Linked DNA regions of Mus musculus: regions 1, 3, 4, 5 and 6 are each linked to region 2. The links are chromatin contacts, called in public Hi-C, HiCAR-type, HiChIP or PLAC-seq and promoter capture Hi-C maps. All regions are on one chromosome and are shown on one strand. Each heading gives the region's core, a stretch centred on a gene start, on an enhancer-like site or on the middle of the called end of the contact. The rest is flanking DNA. Distances are from core to core; before and after follow the strand shown. Region 1 holds the start of Gcnt2 (glucosaminyl (N-acetyl) transferase 2, I-branching enzyme). Region 2 holds the start of Eef1e1 (eukaryotic translation elongation factor 1 epsilon 1). Region 3 has its middle 3.5 kb from the start of Mir5124a. Region 4 holds the start of Tmem170b (transmembrane protein 170B). Region 5 holds the start of Lyrm4 (LYR motif containing 4). Region 6 holds the start of Smim13 (small integral membrane protein 13).

The links. Promoter capture Hi-C pulls out the DNA fragments that hold promoters and counts their contacts. A called contact is a pair of places that touch in the nucleus more often than the background predicts. HiCAR-type assays count read pairs that join an accessible place to other places. HiChIP or PLAC-seq counts read pairs in DNA pulled down with a chosen protein or histone mark.
Region 1: an H3K27ac HiChIP or PLAC-seq map of embryonic stem cells shows a contact between it and region 2, with 3 times the contacts expected there. The contact joins the promoter of Gcnt2 here to the promoter of Eef1e1 in region 2. A contact is called at or near these places in 4 of 39 promoter capture datasets (the HPC-7 cell line, cranial neural crest, liver and 1 more), 3 of 115 datasets of contacts at active chromatin or transcription factors (acute myeloid leukemia, astrocytes and embryonic stem cells) and 1 of 9 other capture datasets (embryonic stem cells).
Region 3: an H3K27ac HiChIP or PLAC-seq map of acute myeloid leukemia shows a contact between it and region 2, with 11 times the contacts expected there. The contact joins the enhancer-like site here to the promoter of Eef1e1 in region 2. A contact is called at or near these places in 6 of 39 promoter capture datasets (the 3T3-L1 cell line, cranial neural crest, embryonic stem cells and 2 more) and 3 of 115 datasets of contacts at active chromatin or transcription factors (acute myeloid leukemia and embryonic stem cells).
Region 4: a HiCAR-type map of astrocytes shows a contact between it and region 2, with 3 times the contacts expected there. The contact joins the promoter of Tmem170b here to the promoter of Eef1e1 in region 2. A contact is called at or near these places in 3 of 39 promoter capture datasets (the 3T3-L1 cell line, hippocampal neurons and liver) and 1 of 115 datasets of contacts at active chromatin or transcription factors (astrocytes).
Region 5: a contact with region 2 is called in a Hi-C map of CD8 T cells, with 5 times the contacts expected there. The contact joins the promoter of Lyrm4 here to the promoter of Eef1e1 in region 2. A contact is called at or near these places in 3 of 39 promoter capture datasets (liver and pre-B cells), 3 of 484 Hi-C or Micro-C datasets (CD4 T cells and CD8 T cells) and 1 of 9 other capture datasets (liver).
Region 6: a contact with region 2 is called in a promoter capture Hi-C map of hippocampal neurons, with 5 times the contacts expected there. The contact joins the promoter of Smim13 here to the promoter of Eef1e1 in region 2. A contact is called at or near these places in 4 of 39 promoter capture datasets (the 3T3-L1 cell line, cranial neural crest, hippocampal neurons and 1 more), 1 of 484 Hi-C or Micro-C datasets (B cells), 2 of 115 datasets of contacts at active chromatin or transcription factors (embryonic forebrain and embryonic stem cells) and 2 of 9 other capture datasets (embryonic stem cells and liver).

The regions. Positions count from the first base shown.
Region 1 is chr13:40,885,451-40,888,322 of GRCm38.p6, reverse strand. It overlaps Gcnt2 (glucosaminyl (N-acetyl) transferase 2, I-branching enzyme), which reads right to left and starts at 1,565. Exons shown (of 3, transcript NM_008105.3): 1 at 38-1,565. The coding sequence starts at 956.
Region 2 is chr13:38,657,605-38,660,425 of GRCm38.p6, reverse strand. Eef1e1 (eukaryotic translation elongation factor 1 epsilon 1) reads left to right here and starts at 1,398. Exons shown (of 4, transcript NM_025380.2): 1 at 1,398-1,519. The coding sequence starts at 1,433.
Region 3 is chr13:40,867,800-40,870,796 of GRCm38.p6, reverse strand. It overlaps a transcript of Gcnt2 not described here. Among named protein-coding and RNA genes, the nearest start is that of Mir5124a, 3.5 kb to the right of the region's middle. Within about 2 kb of position 1,611, at least 134 of the 459 cell types and tissues checked have an H3K27ac peak or open chromatin away from gene starts, as enhancers often do. A contact at or near this core is called in acute myeloid leukemia and embryonic stem cells, where this site is marked.
Region 4 is chr13:41,604,391-41,607,231 of GRCm38.p6, reverse strand. Tmem170b (transmembrane protein 170B) reads right to left here and starts at 1,350. Exons shown (of 3, transcript NM_001163572.2): 1 at 920-1,350. The coding sequence starts at 1,016. It overlaps Gm32184 (a long non-coding RNA gene), which reads left to right and starts at 1,156. Exons shown (of 3, transcript XR_382252.4): 1 at 1,156-1,673.
Region 5 is chr13:36,115,939-36,118,638 of GRCm38.p6, reverse strand. Lyrm4 (LYR motif containing 4) reads left to right here and starts at 1,282. Exons shown (of 3, transcript NM_201358.2): 1 at 1,282-1,564. The coding sequence starts at 1,479. It overlaps Fars2 (phenylalanine-tRNA synthetase 2 (mitochondrial)), which reads right to left and starts at 996. Exons shown (of 7, transcript NM_024274.3): 1 at 634-996.
Region 6 is chr13:41,248,543-41,251,474 of GRCm38.p6, reverse strand. Smim13 (small integral membrane protein 13) reads right to left here and starts at 1,631. Exons shown (of 2, transcript NM_001135577.2): 1 at 1,161-1,631. The coding sequence starts at 1,236.

The DNA of each region.
Region 1 (2,872 bases), core at 316-2,815, 2.2 Mb before region 2:
GGCCTCTCCTTTGCATGAACCATGAACTCTCACATACCTGGAATCCTATTGAGCGTCACCCAGAAATGCTCATCGGGACTGAAAGTATCTTTGGACCAATGGAGCAAATCAACCGCCCGTGGGTCACGGAGAACAAAGTTAGCAAACTCTCTCGACAGGGCGACATAGGCAGAGCCAAAATAAATGGTGAGGTTGTGGGGAGGTGGGGGCTTCAGAGCCGTGGTTCTGATCACGTAGGAAAGCTCTTTGCTTAGGTGTTCCCGGTGGACGTACCTGGTCCTTCCAATGGCGTGGGCTGGAGGCAGCACCCCGGGAGTGAGGTTCTTCCCCTTAAGCCCTTTCAGGTACTGAACTATCTCCTTGTTGGTTTTCAGGGGGAAGTCTTGTCCACAGGTGTTGATGGCGTACTTCCAGGGGACCTCGGAGGTGGACAGGTCTTTGATGCAGTTCAGGTCAGCCTGGAGCCGGGAGATTCCACCATAGACCACCGGCTCCATCTTAGAAGCCAGAAAGGCATTGGGGAAGCAGCTCACTAACTGTTCCACGGCACCTTTGAATTCAGCTGTTGCCTTTTCATCCACGTGAACACAGTAGATATTTTGAGGCATGAAGATTGCCCTGAAGAGCCTTGCAAAGGTGTCAAAATTGTGATGGATGACCATGACATACGCCAAAGGAAAATCGACCTCTTCCTGAGATAAAGGGGCAGTGATATAGTGGCTTTGGGTCACATATTCTGTGCAAGAAGGCTTCTCGTGAATCATTAGTTTGTTTCTCCACAGGAACCGGCTTTTCCCGTCGATGAAAGATGAGCACACTTGAGCCAGCATCACCGAGTCTGAGATGTTCAGCTTCTGGTAGCTTTGATCTCCTCCAAAACTTAACACGTAGAGCACAATAAAAACGATGACAGTAGTCACAGACACTATGAAGAAGTAACGCACGGACGGAGGCATGCCTCAAAGAGGGTCTCCGATGTCAGAGTCCGTCAAGCTTGGCCAATCCCTTCTCGGACTTACTTTTTCCTGGGAGCTCTCGCTGTGGTACATGCTCCAGTCAGTGTGAATTGCGGCTGTTTTGTCTCCCGGAGCCCAGCAGCGAGCTCTCTCCTGGAGCAGATATTAGAATCTGATCCCGCCTCTCTCAAACCTCCTTTGTCTAAATCCTAGCAGCAGGTTGCCGAAGCCCAGCCTTTTCCTCCTCCTCTGGCCTCCCAGTTTGCATCTGCTGACTTTTACTCTCCCTGCTACCTCTTTTTCAATTGAGTTTCTCACCTCCCCTTTCGTTCCTTTCCTTCGGGGGTTTCTGCTAGCTCTTTCCTCTTGTTACAATCGGCACGGCAAACCCCAAAGTGGATGGGATGAGCCGGGCTAGGCGTGTGAAGGGTTTCCTGCCTTCCTCCACTGCCTCTCTCTTCTGCTGTGTTACCTACTCTCCCCAGTGTGCCAGGCTAACAACCCAGGGGATCTAAAAGAGCCTCGGTTCTGTTAGTGGCTGTTTCGGGAGACTCTACTCGAATGACACAATCTGAAATAAAAGCACACCTCCTCCATCCCAGCTCCATTGTAATGTTTTCTGGCCCCACCCCACCAGTTTCCAAAACATGAGCTCCCAGGAGGAGGAGTTCCGGTCCTAAGGGATCTGACCGGGCAGAGGTGGGGGGGATGGGGGGGGAGTGACTTTGACTTAAACCCCCCTCTCCTCGTACTCTGGCCTCTGCCCTGGTGTTACAGAATGTACAGGTAGTGAACTGTACGGTCTAATTTGGATGAGACCTGAAGACTTCACAGAAAAGAGTTGAATCCTGGCCGCGAAGGACGTTCAGATCTACATCTCAACCAAGAACCTTAAGGGTTTAAGCACCCAGAGACCACTCGGGAGCTCTCCTATACTCTTGACTTTATAGTCGAAACAAAACAAAACAAAACAGGGTCTCAGGCAATCCATTCTGACCTGGAACTATCCTCCAGCCCCTACCTCCCAAGAGCTGGGTTTTCAGGATCTACACACTCACAACCCAGCTTTCCACCACCTACATTTAGATGCAGTTTTAAGCAGTGTCCTTTGGACTGGGGGCTGCCTTTCCATTTTCCTTTGCTAGTTGTCTGCATTTCTCAAGTGAGAGTCTGTACCTTGTGGGTTGACTTGCAATGGGAAATGAGTTTGCATTCCAGCCTGTGAAGAAAGAGTGCCCTTCGGTGCCCAGTCTTCCTTCTGCAGTCTAGACTAGCACAGCATGCAGAGTCCTTCCAAGTAGGAACTTGAGATTCCAAGCGCCCAGACTCCAGCCCAATGGCATGCCATGTCCTGAGCTACAGTTTCATTCGTCCAGATTTTATTTACATGTTTTGTTTTTCCTGTTTATATATTATTTTTCTTTCCTCTTACTAATCCTCTTCCTGCACCTGCATCAAACAAATATTCTGAGAAACCCTCCCCTGGGCCTTTAGGTCAGTTGTGAAAGAAAATGCAGCCATTTTGTAAAGTGGTTCACTCTCCTTCAAGTTATCTTCTTTGGTGTAGGGCAAAGGACAGTTCTATCTCTGTCTTCATCTTTTTTTTTTTCAAAAATAACACTGTTAAATATTAGGTTATTACATCTGCTGTGTCTTAACAACAGAGGGTAATTTTGTCATCAGTAATTTCATTTTGGCAATGCCCTCGGCTTAGAATGAATACTGAAATAGTTGCAGCCTGACAAAGCATTCGGTACACAGATACATAACTTAATTATGGTAACTGAATCTGTTTACATTACCCTTTCCAACTGGCCAATAGCACGGAGGTTCAGATTTGTGCAGACTCGGGAGGGGAGGTGGAGAAACACTAATGACATTACTTTATTACGATATACAGATACTGCCCAAAATAA
Region 2 (2,821 bases), core at 149-2,648:
CCCGACGAATAATCTCTGGTCCAGTAGAAAGGTGCACCTCCGCAGGTTCTAGCAGTGGGCGTGGCAGAACGAATGAGCAGGAAGCTCCACCCCTGAACAAGCAGGTTTCAGGCTGGGGGAGGGGAGACTACACCCCAACAAACAGAATAATCAAGCCTGTCACAGCAACATCTTGGTTCCTGGTACCAGCTTCTGTCTTGGTCACTGTTCATTTGCCTATAATCACCATTTTTATTCAAACCACCACATAAGGATTCAACTTGTCTCAGTTAGAGTTTCTATTGTTGTAAAGAGACACCATGAGTTACTATTAACTTTTATAAAGAAAAACATTTAGTTAGGGCTGCCTTACGGGTTCAGAAATTTAGTCCATTATCATTACAGTGAGTCTCATGGCCCCAGGCAGGCAGACATGATGCTGAAGGAGCCAAGAGTTTTATATCTGGATCAGCAGGAGGCAAGGAAAAAAAAAAAAAAAGAATGCCACTAGGATCTGAAACCTCAAAGCCCACCCCCACTGCCACATTTTCTCTAACAAGGCCACACCTACTCCAACGAGGTCACGCCAATAGTGACACTCCCGGTGAGCATATGGAGGCTCATTTTCTTTCTTTTGGGGGGGGGGGAGAGGAGGGGTTCGAGACAGGGATTCTCTGTGTATCCCTGGCTGTCCTGGAACTCACTTTGTAGACCAGGCTGGCCTCGAACTCAGAAATCTGCCTGCCCCTGCCTCTGCCTCCCGAGTGCTGGGATTAAAGGCGTGCACCACCACGCCCGGTTGGGGGCTTATTTTCGTTCAAACAACCACAGATCTCAAGTTCCCTTGCTAGGTCACTGGCCCTTATCCTTATTTTAATTTAAGATTGTTCTATAATTTTCTTATTTGGAGAACTATTTGACGAGTTTGGGAATCAATGCTTTATATTTATAAAACAAATAATCTAAATTATTCTTCTGATCTACAATAGTTTTATAAGCATTGTAATGAATGATTCAATCTTTAAGATTCGGATACATTCAGCCAGGCAGTGGTGGTGCATGCCTTTAATCCCAGCATTTGGGAGGCAGAGGCAGGCGAATTTCTGAGTTCGAGGCTAGCCTGGTCTACAGAGTGAGTTCCAGGTTAGTCAGGGCTATACAGAGAAACCCTGTCTCAGAAAACAAAACTAAGATTCGGATACATTCTTCTGTGAAACTGTCTACACTCCGTGCTCTCCTCTGCCTACTGTGAGCAATCCACCGGACTCCGAATGTGGTTGGCCCCGCCCTTAATTACGAACCGCCCCCTGCCTTGAGCTGACTCCGCCCCTTTCGCGCAGGCGCGCTTGCCGTCCTCCCAGCCAATCGTGGGAGACATCTGTGGGGCCGGACTTCCTGCTCAATCAAGGTCCTAGCTGTGCAGGCCCCGCCTCCCTAGGAGCTGGGCCAGAAGATGGCGGCGGCCGCGGAGTTGAGGCTGCTGGAGAAGAGTCTGGGACTGAAGCCGGGGAATAAGTACAGTGCTCAGGGCGAGCGGCAGGTGAGGCGCAGCGGTAGGAAAGCAGCAGGGCGGCGGGGTGACCCGGAGCCTACGCGACCCGGCCGGGGCATCGGAATGGACTCCGCTCCCCACGTGCGTGCGGGGCGGGCCGCGTGGCTCGGTCTGGACCTCCAGGCAAATGTCACCGTCCTCCCCTCGGGGAGCAGAAAGCCAGTTCGCGGAGGCCTGGGCAGAGTCAGGGGTTCAGATCCCTGTAGGCGGCCGTTAGCCGTGCCTGGTCCTTTCATTCAGCGACCGCCTTTCCAGCGGCTGGCCGGGCGAGCGGTACAGATTCCTGGAAGCCGCCTGGCGGAGGGAACACGGAATAGGACCCTGCTCATTCTGGCGACACACCCGCTTGGATGTGCATTGTGCAGAGAATTGAGGAAGATTCCGGGTGTGGGGCAGTGGAATGCTTGGTGAGATAGAAGAATCCTGATTTCTTAGGGTGTAGAAAGTGAGTCCTTTGTAACTCATCATTTGCCGTAGAAAGATGGTACTAGAGGAAGAATGGTAGTGGGAAACCATAGAGTGTGCCTTGAACGGGATTCCAGATCTAGATGGCTTGTTCCTGTTTGGGCCCAAAGGTTTTGTTTTGTTTTGTTTTTTCCTTTAATGTCTAAATCGTAGCGGTATTGTGGGGTTCACAGTAACTTAATGTGGCACCTGGAAAGGTTAAATGACTTGCCTGCCGTAGGCTGCGAAGGCCATCCTCCCCAGAGGTGATGTGCTCTGTCCTCAGCCCAGTTTCCTTTGCACACCCTCTTTTTTGGCTTTGCCGAGACATGAGAGACAGTCTTGCTTTCAAGGCATGAGGGACAGTCACCAGCAATTAAGGGCCCAATAGGACAAGCGACAGGGGAGGAATACATTGAGGACAGTGGCACAGTGCCACAGAGGAGGTGGGATTTAAGCTTCAGTGAGAAGCTGGTGTTCAAGAGATTAGACTTGGAAGGATGTAGAAAACCAGTGAATTACTATGTAAGTTTGGGTCCAGTAAGCCACCCAAAACAGAGTAGTGCAATACAGAATAAACCCAAGTTCAGTCTTAGACCAAGTTCAGTTTGAAGTTCAGAGTTGGGTTTTAGTGCCTTGTGTAATGGAAACGTTTCACAGTGAGTCCCAGTTGAAAGTTTCTGGTTTTCTGTGAGTACAGACCAAAGACTAGAGATGAAATCACCGTGTTTCCTTAGTTGAAAACTAACCACAGTACACCAGCAGTTACGATGTGCTCAGCGAGATTCCCAATAATAATGACAAGGAACAGTCTAAGGATCCAACTGTAGGAGCAAGGTCCATTAG
Region 3 (2,997 bases), core at 362-2,861, 2.2 Mb before region 2:
AAGTGGGAACCATTATACCTGACTAGGTTTCCTTTGGAGGGGGCTTTATTCTGTTTTCAGGAAGGGCCACCCTAAGTAGCCCTGGCTGGCTTGAAACTCACTAGGCAGACCAGGCTAGCCTCGAGTTCATGGTGATTCTCTGGCAACACAGAAGTCACAGAGGCAGAAAATCCTTGTATCTAAGGGAGCCCTAAACCACTGCCCTGCAGGGAGGAGCAGTAAAGAGTGAGGAGTTGGGTGGGGGGTGGGGGTGGGGAGATGGGGAGGGGTGGAGGGGACAAGCTCATTTGGGCTCAGTTCTCAGTACAGAATAGTTAATAATTCTAATAATAATAGTAATAATTATAATAATAATAATTGCCCTTTTTTTCCAAAGCAAAGAAGGACTAAGTGTAGAGCTGGCAGAGTGGTTTCTCTGGGAACAGCAGTTACTCAGGATTTCAAGTTGGAGCCAAACTACCCACTTGGACTACATTTTCTGGATATTTTAAATCGAAGCCTCCCTCACAGGGCCAAAATCACTCAGGCAAATTCCAGCAATGCTTTTTTTTTTTTTTTCCCCATCCTCCCCACTTTCCTAGACAGGAACGAAAAGCACATAACTTCACTCTTCAGATCCATGAAGAGGGTCGTTTGCCCTGAGCGGTCTGATGATGACTGAGAAGTCCCATGGGTCACCCACACTCCCAGGAGTGTTTTCTGAATGGTATCACACAGGTAGCAAAGGGCACACCCTTAGAAGAAGCCCGTGGGGGGCGAGGGCATGGGAAGATAGGACTCATTCCTATTTAAAAAACAAAACAAAACAAAACAAAACAAAAAACAAACAAACAAACAAAAAACCCACTTGGGCCAGAACTGAAAAATCCATTAGATAAACTTTCTGCAAGAAAAGGGAAAAAGCTGGGCAGTGGTGGCGCACACTTGGGAGGCAGAGGCAGGTGGATTTCTGAGTTCGAGGCCAGCCTGGTCTACAAAGTGAGTTCCAGGACAGCCAGGACTATACAGAGAAACCCTGTCTTGAAAAAAAAAAAAAAAAGAAAAGAAAAAACAAAACAAAACAAAACAAAAAAAAGGGAAAAAAATACGTCTGTAGACAATATTTCTAAGATGAAAGTAACAGTTCAATTGTCTCTGGGTGCCCGTGGAGCTCTGCATCCCTCTTGTAGTTACCAGAGTCAGCAGATTCTCAGATCCCTTCTATACCTTGGCATAGTAACCCACCCAGAGCCTAAACATCCTTTGCAGACTTTAAACCAGTTCCAGACGATTTTAAATACCTAATACAGTGTAAAAGCAGTGTAAGGTGTTTATATGATTGTACCGTACCGTGTGGGCCCTAGACTCTAGGGAGTACTAAGAAGGAAAGGCCAGGAGGCTGTTTCTCTGCTGTTGCCTGGTTTCCACCTGAGATTAGTTGAATTGTTTGGGCTGCAAAGCAAGCCTGCCCAGAGGAGTGATGGATCTCCTCCACCCTAATCATGTTCCTCATTCCACAAGCTTTTGGTACCGGTCGGGCTGAGGAGGTTAGAACAAAGTGTAGAAGTGTGGTCGCAGCCATTCAGTTTACGGCCCTCACATCCGGTGTGGGCAGGCCACACAGGAACCTATTGTAGGAGGAACTGAGATAGATTTACACAATGGAATGGAGGTGTCAAGAGGAGGGGGGAGGCGGCACAAGGAGGCGAGGGGGCGAGGCAGGGCGGGGCGGGGCGGGGGCTGGTTCTGGGAACAGAGAAAGGAATGGAGAGGTGACTCTGGCTGACTTTCAAGGGCAGCTGGTTGGAATGAACAGCAAAGATAAAGAGCATTCCTTAAAGGGAGAACCGAATGAACAAGGGTGTGGCAAACGGGTAAGAGTTTGTCTCTGGGAAGCAGAGAGAGGCTTTGCCCAGCTCCCAAAGTGCTTGCTACTCCTGGAGAGAAAAAAACAAAACAAAAACAAAAAACCAAGACCAGACGCCTGTGTCACCCCAGTGACCACATTCCCCTTCCTAATCACGAACTTAACCTAACGCCTCCATACCAAACATGTGTGCGCATTGTTTTTTCCTTAATCTTACCAAGAAGTTTTCGAATAGCAATATGAAACTCTCAAGAGCCAACAGTAAGAAATCCATGCTTGCCAGGCCGTGGTGGCCCACGCCTTTAATCCCGGTATTCTGGAGGCAGGGGTAGGCAGATCTCTTGAGTTAGAGGCCAGACAGGTTTACCGAACAAGTTCTTGAACAGCCAGAGCCACACAGAGAAACCCTGCCTCAACAAAACAAAACAAAACAAAACAAAACAAAACAAAACAAAACAACAATAAAAACTAAACAACAATGAAGAAGAAAGAGAAAAGAGAAAAAAAATCCATGTCTGCCCCCCTTTCTCTCTTAGCATCAAATGAGTTCCTACAACCGGCCAGGGTCAGTTTGGATACTGTTTAACCCTTCTTCTATCAGCCTTACAAAGAGATATTTCATCCTCAGAATCTGAGAAAGGGATTAAGCTCAGAGAAACTAAGTATCTTGCTTGAAGATCAACAGACTCTTAATGGTAGAGGCAGGCTTTAAGCCATTGTTATTGTGTAGCTCAGTGGTAGAGCAGTTGCCTGGCATGTGTGAGAACTGTGTGTCACTTTCAGCAGTACAACAGTGGTGGTGGTGATGATGGTGGTGGTGGTGGTAGTGATGATATGCCACCAATAAGTACCATCTAACTGGACAGAGTAAGCAGATGTGTAGGTTGTCTATGGAACCCACTCCATAGTCCTCATAAAGTCTAAAATGCATTTCAATTGGCAGCAGTGGCTCTGGTCCCTAACTCTCAGTTTCTTCCTTTTCTTCCATGTATTTTTTTAAGTTAATTTTTTGTAAAAAAATTAATCCATTTAGTATGTCTATATAGGTGGATCCTGGGAATTGAACTCAGGTCAACAGGTTTGGTGGTGTGTGCCTTTCCCCACTAAGCCATGTTGTTCGGTCTTCCAGCCTACCTACTTTCTTTCTTTCT
Region 4 (2,841 bases), core at 101-2,600, 2.9 Mb before region 2:
ATATTTTTCTCCTTGAACATATGAACCCTGTATCATGCCAGATTTTGCCTATAAGTATACTACATACTATTAATTTGCTATCACACAGATTTTGAAATAGTAACGTTCAATTGGAGTTAAGACATTTTAAAGAACTGAGTTTTTGTTTGGGGTTTTGGTTGTGGTTTCACAAAAGCAGCTACTCCGGAGTCAAACTGTTGACCCTACTGCTTTCCAGTCAATATTACTCTTTAGACGCTATTTTTAAAACTCGGAACTCAAAAGAGTTTAAGCACTTCCACACTGAGAAAACCAGAAGTTTCTTCACAAGCAAACCTGCATATGAAATCATATTATGTGTACTAATGCTTACTCTGACAACCTGATGCTATAACGTAGCTAAACCCCATTCCCAATCACATTGATTAATGAAGGGAAATACACAGAATTCTCCAATTTCACAAATACAGCAACTTGAAGCCAGGAGACAGCCAGACAAAAGGAAATAGCAGAGAAGACAACTGTTTCGACTGCTCTAGACCTTGGTCCAGCCCCTGACCCCGCTATTATCTACTTAGTCATATCTCTCTCTCTCTCTCAACAAATAAAGGAACGAACGGTCGGTCCACCGTGATCACGGTGAGCAGGCAATAGGAGTACTGCAATTGGTTTGACATCTGTCAGCAAGAAAAAGGGCTAAACCAGGAAAGAAAGACTAAAAAAGATCGAAACTGCAAGAAGCGGTGTATGTGCGTGCGCGCGCGCACGGGGAAAGGCGGGGGGGGGGGGGGGGGTTAATGACAGAAACATGAACTGTGATCCAGTCGGGGCACTGGCGCGACTCGCGCGTGCTCCAGCGGCCCGCACCGGGCCGGGTTTGCGGACGCCCCGAACACCCGTGGAGTGGGTCCCCCACCGCTCCCTCCGCCCGGCGCATTACCCGTGAGGTTCCTCAGCACCGTGCCATGGGCCCAGAGGCTCAGGACCTGCTGCACCGACAGGTTGATCATCGAGTGGTCGGCGCCCTCCGCCCTCATCGTCCCCGCGGGGCGGCAGCGGGGCGCTCCGGGGGGCGCCGCTCGGCGGGTGTCGCAGGCAGCGTCCTCCCCGCCGGGGAGACATCGAGGAGCGCTGGCGGGCGAGGCCTGGGGCCGCGGGAGGGACCGCCGCTCCCGCTCAGGGCCCGCGTCGCGCCGCGGGGGCCCGCCACGCCACGAGGCCCGGGTCACGCCGTGAGGCCCGCGCGGAGCGGCAGCCGGCAGGGGCAGGCCGCGAGACGAGGCTCATCGCGGGGACGCGCGACGAGGCAGCGGCGCCCGGCCGCGGCACCTGCCGCCCGCCTGCCGCTCGGCCTTTGGGTAGCCAACACTCGAGGAGCCGCCCCCTCCGCCCGCGACCGCCCCGGGGCGCGCGCATGCGCGTGTCCGCTCCTCGGCCCCGCCTCCCCGGGGGTGAGCGGCTGCGCACGCGCACTGCCTCCCCCCCGCTCCTCGCGCGCGCGCGCGCGCCGCCCTAGGCACCCGGGAGCTCAGGCTGTCGTCGGCTCCCAGCGTCCGCCCGCAGTGGGGCGGAGGGAGCGCCACCTACGTCACTGGCGCCACCGCTGGGTCTCGCCGCTCATTGGCTGCTCCGAGGGAACAGACTCCAAGCCCCTCGCCCCCTCCTGACTGCGCGCCCCCGGAAACCTGAAACCGGTGAGCTGGGCGGGGATGAGAGAGCTGTGTATAGGTCCCGGGAGCTGCCAGGATTTTTGGAGCCTGCGCTTCGCTGCTCCAGATCCTTCCCTCTCCGTGAGGGCGTCTGCGAGCAACTTTTTGCAAAGGTGTAAATGCTCAAGATTTCATTTGTAGGGTTGTCTGAGAGTGCGTCCAGTGACCTGGATACGCCCCTCCCTTTGCTAAATCTACTAAAACAGAAATAGATCCTCTTTGTCATTTCAGCCAGTCTTCTGGCCGGCCAGCAGTAAAATACGAACTCCCCTTAGCTGCAGGATCTGAAACCACTTATTGACGCAGGGCCCCGTAGGTGTCCGAATGAATCCTCCTGGCCAAGGCTGGCTCTAGCGCTTCTTCCAGATAGGACTCTTTTCATCTAAAATTGTGAATCTCCCCAGCACTTAAACTAACTCAGCTTCGTCTCCCTGTCCTTCAAATCCAAGGTCAGCCTCAGAAGCATCTTAACTCCAGTTATGCTAGTTACAGTCTTCCTTGATGTTTGAAACCTTTTAACTTGAAATTAAAAAAAAAAAAATCGTGTTTGCATAAAAAACGTTAGTGCTCCTCACCCCATCCCCCTCGCCCAATTCCATCTTTTTCCAAATACTCTGCTGCTAAAGTTTACAGAAGGAAGTGAAGAAAGAATAGCTAAGCCAATCAAGTGTTTTTGCCCAGTAACTGAAGATTCGAATTGCCTAAATATTGTTGCTTTTGGTGAGCACCTTAAAAATGACAATAATGTATATGCAGGTTTATATTTATGCATGTTTTTGTTTTGCTCCCACAATATAGAAAAAAGTTTGGGCGTCATTAAGAGGAACCGTACTAAAACCTACTATGGTGTAGGGTTCAATGGCTGAATTAAATGTCAATTCAGGAGTATAGACTATCAGACATAAATGAGTTTAACATCAAATTCATTTTAGATAAAGAAGGGGCTTCATTTCTTTCTTTGTTGTTGTTGTTGTTGTTGTTGTTCTTCTTCTTCTTCTTCTTCTTCTTCTTCTTCTTCTTCTTCTTCTCCTATTTTTTTAAATTCTTCCTGGCAGCCATAGTATATGTCCTATCTTTCTAGTCTGAATTAAAGTTCAGAATGGGAAGTTAACCTCATGGTGCTGCGAAGGGATTTAACATTATTAGGTAACAT
Region 5 (2,700 bases), core at 33-2,532, 2.5 Mb after region 2:
GACTCTTTGCTGTATTTAGGGACAGAGAATTTGCAGGTAGTGGCTTGTTGCACCATCTTAATATAAAACAATATTCCAAAACTAACGAGTGAGTTCCAAACACAAGAACCAGAATTATTCGAAGCTTCTCTTCGCACAGTCCTAAGATCAAGGAACAACCCAAAAACTTAAGTACTTTAGTAAGCTGGTCCGTGATAGCTAAAAGCTGAGAAAAACCCTCTTTTTGCCTTGGGTCTGAAATGATGTCTAGGAAATCCCCTAAAGTCCTAAGGGTTCCCTTATTAATCATGACATCTAATTTATTTATGTGCTTGTTTGTTTATTTATGTTTACGCACTACAAAACCGTGCTCTTAACAAAAACAGTAGTGCATCCCACACTTTTAATCCCAGCACCGGGAAATCTGTGACCAGGAGCTCAAGGGCAGTCTGGACTACAAAACGAGACCCCGTCTCAAAAACAGGAAAGAAAAAAAAAAAAAAACAGAAAAGAAAAGAAAGAAAAAATAGTAAACAAACAAAAAATAGTGTAGCCCCTTAGTGAAGATCCCGGAAATGGAAGTCACAGCCGAATGCAAAGTGCATAACAGTCGGCGACCTGACACCTCTACTCTGCAGCAAGGCCAGCACTCACCCAGCGTACGCCGGGGAAACCAAACGCGGGCGTTTCGAAGTCCGCAAAGCGGCCACACACTCACTCCGCCGTCACTGAGCTTAACCTCTGGCTACCGAGACGCTGGGCGCGCTGGGCGCCGCCATCTTGACGGGAAGAGGCCAGGGCCCTAGGTCCCTTGAGCCGCTCGCCCAAAGACAAGCCGGTGCGCCAGGAAGTCGCCAGCTAGTTACCTCCGCACCACTGGCGCTGCGTCCCCCAGTCACGATGACACTGATAAACTCAGGCTGCCAACCAGACGGATCCAAAGCAAAGTCACCCTCGTTTTCGTGCACAGCAGGTCAGGCAGCGCCAAAGACAGCCGAGCCGGGCAGGGGCAGGGCTGGGGAGCGCGGCTCGTAACCCAGGCAACGGGGCCTAGGCAGGTGTAGGGGGCGTGGTGTCAGGAGACACCGGGATCTCGGCCACGCCCCCGGGCGGTTCGAAAGGCGGAGGAGGCTTTGAGCCCTGGTGTTCGAGCCCGCGACTGTCCTCCCGAGGAGCGAGCCTGGGGCTGGACGGCTCGGCCTCCTGCCGCCCGAGGAGCCTGTGAGGAACGCGGAGCCTCCAGGACACGGGCGCCACCCCTTAGCTGCCCGCCGCCCTGCCTGCGGCGCCACCTCTCGCGCAGGACGCGAGCCAGGCCGCGCGCGAGCCAGGCGGAGCCTCTCTTCTCCTGCCTTCCAGCGTGCTTTTTTTTTTTTTTTTTTTTTTTTGCATCGTTTGACATTTGGGTTCAGTTAAACTTGGGGCTTCTACGAAGAAGGACCTGTTTGGTTTTGTTGTTAGGGTGTTTTTTGGTTTGTTTGTTTTTGTTTATTTTCAACATGGCAGCCTCCAGCCGCGCACAAGTTTTAGATCTGTACCGGGCGATGATGAGAGAGAGCAAGCATTTCAGCGCCTACAATTACAGGTGACCCGGGGGGAGGGCCGGGAATCGGGTGCCCAGCTCTGTCTGCGGGGGTCGCGGATCAGGCGGCCACAACCTGTGAAAGTGACAGGCTCCACTCCCATGACGCGCACGTGCAACTGTCCACCCCCAGGTGTGACCCTCAGAGCCCTGGAGGGGAGGAGCCAAGGACTTGCCCTTCAAATGCTGGGATACCTTCCCTGAACTGACACCCACATAGGGGCTTTAGGACCATTAAACAGTGTCCTGTTTCTGCGGTACAAAGTGATGAACGCGAAGCTACCAGTGAGAAGCTAGGACAAGGAAACTTAGGGCATACCTATATCTTGCCTTGAGATTACAAGAGTGGAAGCAGGCAGTCTAGACCACGTGGACACAAAACTGAAGGCTTGCTCTAGGGCCCCCTTTCATTTCACTAGTGTTTTAATTCGTGACGTTGGTTCCAAGTATCAGATACGTTCTTACTAAAGGATGGTGGAGAGGGGCTACATATTCATGTTAAAGGTAAAATGAGTTGCTAAGCCTTTAAAAACTGAATTCTTAGTTTATCCAGCCTCGCCAAACTGAAATCTTACTGCTAGATCCTAGAGTCTAGGACCTATAACAAGAGGACAGGAGCATCAATTCTTCAAAAACATTTAAAACTTAAATTTATTTTAAGTTATAAAATGTATGTTAATGAGTTACTATGCGTGCACCTCACTTAAATGCACTAAAACTTACATTTTTAACTCTGCCCCATTTCTTTCCTTGCTTGGCCTATTCCCCTACTTGTATGAGTCCCTTATACTTCCTTGCCACATGGTAGTGGTGCACACCTTTAACCCCAGCACTGGGAAGGCACAGGCAGCCAGAGCGCTGAAATCGAGGCCACCATGAACTACACAGAGAAACCCAGTCTCAAAAAAACCAAAACAACACACACACACACACACACACAAAACTCTACCTCAGAACCTCCACCTTCACAGTTTCTGCTTCTTTGAAACTTCTGACCCAACATTTCTGTAGAGTTTTAGGGTTTTTCTGATATTTGGTGTCTTATTGATTAATTACCTGAATCCTTTGAGATTGAATCTAAGAATAAGAATCTGATGAAACCAGCTCATTTTCTCCAGACAGTTTGCTTATTTTCATTT
Region 6 (2,932 bases), core at 382-2,881, 2.6 Mb before region 2:
CACAGCTGGGCAAAACTGGCCATCTTTAATCCTAGGGTTTGGAAGGCTGAGGCAGTTGGACCTCCATGAGTTCAAGAACAGCCTGGTCTACATGGTGAACTCCAGGCCAGCCAAGGCTACGTAGTGAGACCCCGATTTTAAAAAGGATTCTTTAGATCTAGAACCACTAGAATTAGCCAAAAATGTTAGAGTTGGGACTAGCTCTGTATGTAGTTCAACATGTGCTGAGCATATGTGAAGCCTTCGGTTCAGTCAGCATTACTGACAAAATTTAAATACACATATAGGTGTCTAAATATGTAAGTGCATATCTTTCCAAATATAGCTACTGGACTGAGCATTAACTATGTAAGAATAAGCTTTACAGTATTTATAAAATTTTAACCCAATACTCCATCACTTCAAACCCATACTTGGTCTTCTAAATACCAGTGCTTACTGTCATTTATTTGAAATACTCTCCAAACTCTCACAATTGTTCAGTCTCCTGGCTGAGACCTGTGGTTATCAGCTATGTGCATAACGAATTAAGAGGGATGGAAAACACGCCATGAGAACAGTTTAACGTTCCTTCCCTCCTGGGAAGAGAAGTACACAGCAGCAGACCAAACAGCCCCAGGACAGCAGAACCAAGATAAGGTTCCCTGACCCTGGAAGTTTATTACCGCCAGTGGTGTTTTTTTTTTTTTTTTTTTTTTTTTTTTTTTTTTTTGGCTCTGCCCATTATCAAGTAGGCTGGGAATTTGGTTAAAGCCTGAACTTGGAAGTAAACAAACAGCTTCACGTGCGCTGGAAACCCAAAAGGTGATGAAATCTCTCACTAGGTTCAGAACATCCAAATAAAAAGATGAAACCGATCACTGCTCCTTCGAATACAGGCCACGGTGAAAGATCTGGGTAGGCTGTGGCATTATGGCAACCAAGGACAAACCTGCCGGGGAAGCAGAAACGTGCTTCTACCTCGAGTCAGGATGCCAGACCTGAAGGTTCGCTGAGCCTGAAGGTTCGTGATGCCCGGGCGACCTGCCCTGAGCAAGAGGCATGACTCCTCTAAACTCGGTCTTGGGAGCCCGGTGGCCACCGAGACCACCGAGGTGATCACCGTGGACACTTGTCCACGCGAGCTTTCCCGACCGCCCCCGGCGTTACCCCCCACTCACCGCACACCATCAGCAACAGGACGATCAGCAGCGTGGCCACGAACACCAGCAGGGTCAGCCCCACGTTGTGCCACATTTTGAGAGCTGGGGGGTGGGCGCGGGCTCAGCGGCGGGCGGCAGAGCGGCGGGGCGGCATGGACCGCGGGTGCCCGAGGGCAGCGCCCCCAGGGGGCGGAACTTGGCGGTGCGGGGGCGGGCCGCGACGGGACCGGCCCTCAGACCTGCCCCCGGCCGGGGCGACCGAGTCGCTGGTGGAGCGGGCCTTGGGACGCCACTACCGCCTCCTCATCGCTCCGGGGAGCCGGAGCCACGGCGAGCGGAGAGGCCGGCGACGGACGGACGCGCTGCCATGGCGGACGTCGAGGCGGGGAAAGAGTGATCTGGAGGTGGCGCGGCGAACGCCAGGCCCTGGCTGCAGCTCACTCGAGGTCCCCCTCCTCCCTCGGAGACGCCAGATGTCAACCACTCCCCGAGGCCGCTGCAGCTGCTCCTCCGCTCCCCGCCCCCTCCCCCGCGGTAGCTCATCACCAAGCACCCACTCCGCAGCGACTCAGCCGCTGCGCGAGGCCTGCTGGGTAATGTAGTGCAAAGATCGGCGAGAGCTCCAGGTCTCCGCCCAGCAACGAACTACCACTCCCAGGAGTCAACGCTGCTCCGGCTTCTCCTTGCTCTCCTTTCCCGTCCCCTGTGCCTTTGGTGTTCTTGAGCCGCCACCTCCAACTTAGAGACTGCTGATTCTTGTTCTCAAGACTGTGCGTCGGACTGTCTCCCTGCCGAGGTGCCAGTTACATTTCAGCCGTTAATTCAAATACAAAATTGGTTTTAGTGAGCAAAAGGGAAAAGAGGATGGCTGTTGCCTGAAAAACAGGTTGTACTTGAACCCAACCTATTGCTCCCGGCAAAGGTTAGTTACTTGTGAGGAAATAAGTCCCCTGACGTCAGAATCTGGAAAGCCTTCCCCCTCCCCCAGCAACAGATGTTGTGTTGTGTTTTCACAGATAGTACGCTTCAGAAGTAACTGGTGAGTGACTTAGAGACATCTGTGCTCTTAATTCACCTACCTGTTTAGCAAGTTTCGTTCTGTTGTCTCCTTTAATTCAAGCAACATCTGGCCAACAGCCAAAGGTTTTGCCACATTTGCTTGAACTAACTTCTGAAAAACAAGGTATTTATCTCAAGTCCTTTTTTTCTATTTGAAATTAAAACTCCCAGTTCTGCCACATCTGTTAACGCAAGAGGTGATCAGCCCTTTCCTCCCTGAGAAATCAAGGCTTTCGCCTTCCACTGCAACTCTGTGCTAGCCATTCCCAGATGCCCTACTGTGTAAACTGCTTTCCAGCTAAGACGCAGCATAAAAATACATCAAGGCATTACTGGCTTTGCGCAAGATTTAATATACAGTTCCTGTGGAGAGAGTTGAGCTCGATGCAATAAATTTAGAAATCAACTTATTCATTTTTAGCAGATGATCCAACTCACTTGCATAACGGAGCACGTTTGATTTACAATCTGGTTGAAAGGAATACATTTGAATAGATCTAGTTCAAAAGAAATCAGGAAGAATCCAGACCTTTTTACCTTCTCTTTCATTCACATACAACAAACACTTCTGTGTGCTCTGGACTTCTTTGAGGTGCCAAGGATAAAGCCATGGCAGGGGCTGGTGAGATGGCACTGACTGCCCTTTCCGAAGGTCCTGAGTTCAAATCCTAGCAACCACATGATGGCTCATGACCATCCGTAATGAGATCCGATGTCCTCTTCTGTCAGAA